Linked DNA regions of Mus musculus: region 2 is linked to region 1. The links are chromatin contacts, called in public promoter capture Hi-C maps. All regions are on one chromosome and are shown on one strand. Each heading gives the region's core, a stretch centred on a gene start, on an enhancer-like site or on the middle of the called end of the contact. The rest is flanking DNA. Distances are from core to core; before and after follow the strand shown.

Evidence for each region. Capture Hi-C pulls out chosen DNA fragments and counts their contacts.
Region 2: a promoter capture Hi-C map of liver shows a contact between it and region 1. The contact joins two enhancer-like sites. A contact is called at or near these places in 4 of 484 Hi-C or Micro-C datasets (embryonic stem cells, liver, muscle stem cells and 1 more) and 1 of 9 other capture datasets (liver).

What each region holds. Positions count from the first base shown.
Region 1 is chr16:43,232,951-43,237,163 of GRCm38.p6, forward strand. All of the region lies in intron 3 of Zbtb20 (zinc finger and BTB domain containing 20), which reads left to right. Among named protein-coding and RNA genes, the nearest start is that of Gm25873, 110 kb to the left of the region's middle. Within about 2 kb of position 2,446, at least 65 of the 459 cell types and tissues checked have an H3K27ac peak or open chromatin away from gene starts, as enhancers often do. A contact at or near this core is called in liver, where this site is marked.
Region 2 is chr16:43,378,033-43,381,820 of GRCm38.p6, forward strand. All of the region lies in intron 4 of Zbtb20 (zinc finger and BTB domain containing 20), which reads left to right. Among named protein-coding and RNA genes, the nearest start is that of Gm9968, 16 kb to the left of the region's middle. Within about 2 kb of position 1,734, at least 4 of the 459 cell types and tissues checked have an H3K27ac peak or open chromatin away from gene starts, as enhancers often do. A contact at or near this core is called in liver, where this site is marked.

The sequences.
Region 1 (4,213 bases), core at 1,196-3,695:
TCATATGATATGTATTTCTCAATGATTTCAGTGCTATCTGTCTTAAGTGTATTTATTTTAGTCCTTAATAACAAACTGCTTTACTAGTAAGGGCACTGAGTATCAGAGAAGAGAAATAATTTGACACTGTGTATACAGCTAGAACTCAGGCTTAGGCCTTTGTGAAGCAGTCTCCCTTCTCTCTTTTTAAACTACCATCTTTTCTGTGTCTCAAGATTCTCTCTGCATTGCTTCCTAAAAGTGTGTGTAATGTAGTTTGAATAAGGACAAAGAGGAATTGTGTTGCCTATTTTTGTTTGTTTGCTTGTCTGCTTGCTTGCTTTAAACACTTGAAACCATGTCCAACACAATGTACCTGTCTTTTTTTTTTTTTCTGTTAATGCAGCCTGCTAGCCTGGAGATTCCATAGTATTATATCCCAGTTTTATTTGTAGGGCTACCTTTACATTCACTATTAAATCCAAAACTATCTAAATTTCCTAGATTATTAAAATATTGTAATTGCTATATGTTACATGCAACTATAATTTAATAAGATTTTGGTAGATATTTGTTACAGGGGTCTTAATATTTAGGATTTTAGTGTACATCCAGTTTACTATTTGTGGAGTTTCATCATCTGTTAAATAAAAATTGAAATAGGACCTACCTCAGTTCTTCTGGTGATTAAATGAGATACTTTTCTGAATATATGCTTATATAAAATTGTACATCAGTTACCAACATATAGGAAGTACTCAATAGTCTTAATTGTTATTATATATAAGTGTTACATGAATAGATAGTACAAGCTTGATAAATATTTAGTAAATGGATAAATGAACGATACAAATTCTTTAACTGGCAATGTATGACCAGTTTGTAAGTTTGGTATTCTAGGTGCTTCTTTACATTCTGAAAATGATATAAAACAATGTTCAATAGAATTGAGAATGTCATCCAGTTTCCAAGAGGATTTACAAGCTCTAGATGCCACGTTAGGATAGACCGTTCCCCACCCCACCCCCTTATCATTTGCAATCATTTGTAATACATAGCATGTGATCTCTGACTAGAATGTATCTGTGACCACTAAGTAAATACATAGTTTCCCTTCTTATAATAGCCATGCAAATATGATTTATCTTCTGACACAATACAAACAGAGTATGCATGTATGCATTTGGTGAACAAAAGACAAATGAGTAGGAAAACAGGATGTGTGCCTACATCCTCTACTTGCCTGAGATAACAGGAATGCATTGATAGAGAGAAGGACAGTGCACACTCTTATTTGTGCCTGTGTTGGGGATATACCAATATTGTTGCAATATACCATCCTGATGATGGCAGTCATCATGGTTTGAGAAGGACTTTGTTCCTTAATAGATTTGTTTTTAAATCCTGAGCTGTTTACTATCTAAAGCATTTATCTGAAATTACTATTCACTAAATCCCTCAGTTCCTAGAACTGTTAATCTGATTCTAGTAATAGTTTTTTTTAAAAAAGTTCAAAGGTTTGCCTGCCTGTAGAATGTTCTTCCCTACCACTGACACTGCAATTCTACCTTTAGATGCAGTTAATGTGTCATGTCTAAGAGCTCTGTTTCATGCTTTCTTGTATGTTTGTGCTACATTGACAGTTTTCTGTTTAGAGGTGCATGTTTTCTTTTAAGCTGTAGTGATTAAATTATAAGCTTCTTGAAGGCAAAGCCTGTCCCTTATTCTCTCAGTACTGGTATTATCCAGTTTCTGATACAGAAGAGATTGTCAATAAATATGTATCTAACAAATTAATGAGTTTGCCTTCACACACATCAGATAAGGGGCATGACTATAATCTCCTCTGTGTTTTTGTTTTTCTCCAGGATTTGTGAGCCTTTTGAAATTAACTATGGACATAGTGCTATGCTTCTGACTTGTCTAGTTGCTTTGAGGGATATTTCTTATTGTTGAAATGGTTTTTTTTTTTTTTGTTAGCAATTGGCTGTTTTAGTGTTTTGTTTTGTGTTGTCCGACCTTGTTTACACTGTGTGTATGTTTTAGAGCAGGGCTACCCGTGTGCTGTTCATGAGTGACGCCGTGATGGAGCCACATGGAACAGTGTTCCTAATTCTCACTTCTCTTTACATGCTACCTGCTTTGGTGCCTTGTTCAAGCACTGTTATTGATGTGCTTTGAAAAGATGTGTGGATTGTGTCAGCAAGCTGGGAAAGTCAGAGTTTTGTTTTGTTTTGTTTTTCAGCCAAAATTCTTAGGCCTTAATAAAATATGCGATGCATAGCTTAGAAGTCAATAACTGTGCCCTACCTGAACAAACGCTCCATTGTTACTTGACTGTTTTGAGGTCGGTCCAGGCCTGAGGATTTTGTTAAAGGCTAACAGAAATGTCCAGTATCACCCAGCCTAGCAAGAGAAAATCTGACACTCGCGACTTGTACTTCTGTGTTCCAGGCTGTTACACAAACTCACTGAGTACTGTATATGTCTGATTTCTCAACTTCACCTGCAGTAAACTTGTGCAATCCCGGGGCTAGAGACCTCCTTTGTAAATGTTGTCTGTCCAGTAATGGTGTTGGCACTGGGAGGCCCTAGCAGATAAAAGTGGAAGAACATATGGCTTCCATCTGAATACAAATTGGTGGACATAGTGTGGTAATTCAGCTGCGATGGCCTCTATACTGTAATCTGAAAGAGTCTGAGTAGATGTGAATTTCTCCCACTCCTCTACACCCCCATTCCACTGTGTTTTGATCGCCCTGAAGTACAGCCATCCTGCGTCGCCTTCTGACTGTGTTATTTGTGAAATGGCCAGCATGAGGAATTATTAATTAAAGCTAACAAATCACCCTGACGAGCTGTGCCCTGGCATGGCTGAAGGTTGATTGGCGAAAGTGTTCTCCTTTAGAGAAAAGACTTTTTGTGCTCGTGACGCAGTCAGGGACGGATTATTGAATATGCAAGTTAGAAGAAAAATCACAGGACAAGCAAATTGAGTATTTACTGGCAAATAATTGCGCTCTTAAACTGTGGCTCTCTTCCTAAATTCTTAACATTCCCGAGGGTTAGAAAGAAACACAGAAAAATGCATCGGTACAGAGTTCATTTCAAAAAACCACCCATAGACTGATGTTTGAGGCTTGTGCAGGTAAGTGTGATTGTGTATGCCTGGGAAGTGAAAGACCAAGCAGAGGATGGGGAGTGTTTCTGTGAGTCTGCTGAGTTGTTTATACAGCTCAGCATAGTTCTAAGTTGAGAATTTAGTTTCCGTGCTGCATTTATTGTGAAAGTGAGAGTCGTGAAAAGGAAAGGGTGTTTTCTCAAGTTATTTGTCTTTATCAGCAAAAGAAAAAGTTAACGTTTTGTCCTAAAAATAGTTTTCATTTTGCTCAGATATTTGTGACTATGTATAAAACGATGACTGGATTTAAAGATCTGTTGTTATTTTCAACACTGTTAATTATGATGCGTCTTAACAGTGTCCCAAACACATGTGGGGAAACTGTTGCATGGATTTTTAAAAGTAAACACTGTTTTACATTAGGACCTAGATAGTTAGTCCGTGTTGAGATTTCTACAGGAACACGAACGTTTGGAAGTTGTTGTTAGGCTTCTAGCTCTTATAGTAACCAAAATGTGTGTGTGTGTGTGTGTGTGTGTGTGTGTGTGTGTGTGTTTCATCTGGAATGTTGCTCAGACTCCTCACTTTTGAGGTCATTGTAAGATATAAGAAACAACTTTAATGTCTTTTTCAAAACTAAATGAAAGGCGTGGAAATATAAAAGGAGTTGAAGGCTCATGTATAAAATGTAGATATTAAACAGATATACTTTTTTATAAGTGCAGTTAGATTATGTGAAAAGCATCCAGAAATAATGTGTATGTACTGGCCATGTATTAAATGTTCTTTGAAAACTTAGAAAAGGTGCTGTCATCAACAACAAGCTGTTTTTGAGATGAGAATAATTGGCTGGCGAAATAGCATTTTAGGCTTATAATAACTATGAGTAGCATGGATTTAAAACAAAAGCATAAATGTAATTTAGACCAAATTAACTAATTAATAATTGTAAAGTGCTTTAAGAATAAAATATCGACATGATAGGAATAGGAGTAGGAATAATAAAAATGGAAAATCCAGCAGGTACACAGAAATTAAATCACAGTCAACTGCATTCGCTTTCAGAAACTCACCATTTTAAAATATAAATAAATAAAACAATTTTTTTCTGCC
Region 2 (3,788 bases), core at 484-2,983, 140 kb after region 1:
GAATGAATGAATGAATGAATGAATGAATGAATGAATGAATGGAAAAAATCCAATATTCCCTTCATCCCTAATTTTTCCTTTTGAAATCATCTCCTAAGGTAGAAACAGAACTCAGGATGGAAATCTTTGACAATATGGATAGCATACTGGTTTTCTTTTTACTAGAATTGTAAAGGAACAGAGAAACTGGGAAATCAAACAGGTGCTTTTATGCCTCCTCCTTTTCCTGATGTCTACATTGTTACAGGCAGTACTCTGACTACAACATGAGGAAACCTGTGGGAAACTGATTAAAGTAGTGATGCTCTCATTTCTACCAGAAAGTGAGGATGTGGCTTATTACCAAATATGGGTTGCTGGTAAATGACTATTAATTACAACCTGCTAGTGAAGGCAATTTCTCTTTTAGGGTCCCCTCAAGTACTTGATACACATCATCAGCTGGATGTCACAATCTGCCCACATTATTAACCTTTCTCACATACTAAAACCATCACACAAGTGCCTTAGAAGCTTGATAAATATTACCTAATTAGTAAGAAATACTAACTTTTAATAATCTCATATACTTAAACTCCTCAAAAAGTGTGGTTTTCTTTTTACATAGCAACAAGTGGACATCCCTTGTTTTTCATTCAACACCCAGAACAGACCGTGAGAAATCAGCCTAGGCCGCTCAGGAGGGCTCACCCAGCTCTCAGGCTGAGCATGTTACTGTCACCTTAGCATCTGACTGATAATTCCTTAGGACATAGAATGGCTCCGCTGTTTTATAGCACCATAGAATTCTACAAAACGGAAAGGGGATGAGTGGGGGTATTTTGTAGTCCAACGAGGCCAAATAAAGCTTTAGCACACTCACCAAATGTTAGCTCTGACAGTGGCTAAGACTGATGGGAACCCTTTGGAGCTGAGACACCATCCTGTCTTCACCAAGCCAGTAAAGATCTCTTTAGGTTTTTTTGTTTTGGGGGTTTTGTTTTGTTTTGTTTTTTGATTTTGTTTTTTGGTTTTTTGTTTGGTTGGTTTTCTTTATTAGATATTTTTTTATTTACATTTCAAATGTTATCCCCTTTCCTAGTTTTCCCTTTGAAAATCCCCTATCCCTTCCCCCCTCCCCCTGCTCCCTAACCCACCCAGTCCCATTCCTGGTCCTGGCATTCCCCTATACTGGGGCATAGAACCTTCACAGGACCAAGGGCCTCTCCTCCCATAGATGACTGTCTAGGCCATCCTCTGCTACATACACAGCTAGAGCCACAAGTTCCACCATGTGTTTTCTTTGATTAGTGGTATAGTTCCAAGGAGCTCTGGGGTTACTGGTTAGTTCATATTGATGTTCCTTCTATGGGGCTTCAGTCCCCTTCAGCTCCCTGGGTATTTCTCTAACTCCTTCATTGGTGACCTTGTGTTCCGTCCAATGGATGACTGTGAGCATCTACTTCTGTATTTGCTAGGCACTGGCAGAGCCTCACAGGAGACAGCTATATCAGGCTCCTGTCAGCAAGCTCTTGTTGGAATCTGCCTAGTGACTGGGTTTGGTGGTTGTATATGGGGTGGATCCCCAGGTGGGGCAGTCTCTGAATGGTCCCTCCTTCCGTCTCAGCTCCAAACTTTGTCTCTGTAACTCCCTCCATGGGTATTTTGTTCCCCATTCTAAGAAAGATCAATATTTGTCACATTTCAAAAGTAAATACTAGGGCTCAGCCAGTAAACTGCTTGCCATGCTAACATGCCTCCCTGAGTTCACGTCCGCAGAACTCACATAAAGAGCCAGGCACCATGCAAGCACATCTACTCCAGCTCTCTGGAGGTGGAAATAAAAGGCTCCCAGGAGATGTCTAGGTGCTCTAGACAAAGGGTTGAGCTCCAGGTCCATCGAGAGACTCTAAATAAGTCAAATAGGTTGAGAGTGATGGAGGAAGACACCTTTTATTGACCTCTGATCTTCACACATAGACACGCATGCACAGACAGAGAGACAGAGACAGAGAGACTCATCAAAACTGTATGAAAAGCCTTGTCTCTTGTCTCTTTCCCCCCAGTTCCTTGTTTGTCCTGAGCAGCTTCCTTATGTAATCAGTTCATGAGCTGATTGCTGATGTGACCTTTTGGTGGCCTCTTCAGTCATGGGTATGCCTTCAGCTCCCCTCTCACAGAGGCAGTCCACTCACGGTTTTCAGTCCTGCCTTCCAGGCTACATCTCACAGTCTCCACTGTGTTTTGGAGATCATTCTGGACCACTGCATTTTTTTGCATATTTGTTTTGGTTGCATGGTGTTCTGATATATAAATATGTTACTGTTCATTCTGCTGTCCCCACTGATAAATTTTTCCTATCATATCAAGCTGTACTCTGCTGCATACATGATAGATGTGCAGGTTTTTCTCTGAGACAAATTTTAAAGGTATAATTATTGGTTGAAGGGATGTACCCTTGTGAAATTTTGAGAATGTGACCCAACCAGGGTTAGATCTTCTTGTACCCTATTAGTAGTATCCAAAAATACCATTAAACCCCATGATTTGATCCAATCATGTTGACAGCAAATGGTATCTCTGTGTAGTGTTAATTTTCATTTTTCCATTATCTGCTACTAAGCATCTTTTGATATAGTCTTCTATAGGATAGTTCATCTCCTTCTTTTTCTATTGACTTCAAATTTTTATTCCTACTGGCTTCTTGCTATTTATATAATACAGTTAATAATAACTATATAAGCTTCAGAATTTCCCATCTTGTCTATTTTTGAAAAATTTGCTTTTGGAATTATTTTTTTGAACATACAGAAATTTGCACTCTCTTTCGCTCGCTTTTGTGTGTGTGTGTGTGTGTGTGTGTGTGTGTGTATCTGTCTGTCTGACTGTATGTGAAATTTTTCATGAAACATGCTAGCGTATGCCTACATGTGGGAGGCTGAGGATAACTATGCATCCAGGAGCAGTATGGGTTTCCTCTACCATCATTCTTAGATCTCTAACACACAGACATATGACTACTGTTCCTGTAATAGTAAGCAAAGTTACTTCATGAGTTTGGGATAACTTTAAAGTATTAAGATTGGGGAGAGGTTTATACAAAAAGCTTTTCTCCATACCCAGTTAATGTTTCCTTATCCTTCTTTACTTTGCCTTCATTTTAAAAATCCTCTTTAACAACCCTTGGAGATGCTGGAGATACAATGCTGAGTAAAACCACAGGGAGACGCAATGCCTACTCAAAAGCTAACTGTGGAATTCAATAGGACAGGGAAATGAATAAGTGCACATATCAGAAACAGGAAGTACAGTAGAGTACTGAAAAGGAGAGACAGGCTGGCCGGAGAGTATTGCTGTGGGTTTGAGACCAGTCTGAGTTACATAAAAAGTCTTAGGCCAGCCAGGTCTACAGAACAAGACTGTTCCTAAAAAAGCAAAAGAAAACTACAACTGGATTATATGAAGCAAACAAGGAAGTGCTGCTGGGAAAGAGGCATTTTTAAGATGACAGGAATGAGAAACTCCTAACATTCAGCAGGGACCTTCAAGAGACTTATTAGAGTGACCCCTGCAGTGGAGGACTGTCTCTGTCCCTGGGGTGTGAACTAGCTATGTGACTAATAAGTCATGGCAGCCTTTGTCACATGTGTCTGTGGCGTCTAACCCTGCTCACGATTCCTCTGTGAGCCACTCTTACGATCCACCTGGAAGCAAGGCTGAAGATTGTTATCATTGATAATGAAGGACTAGTGCTGATATGATTAGGAGCTGGTGAGGTTCTTGTCCAAATCCTGTGATATGATTAACCT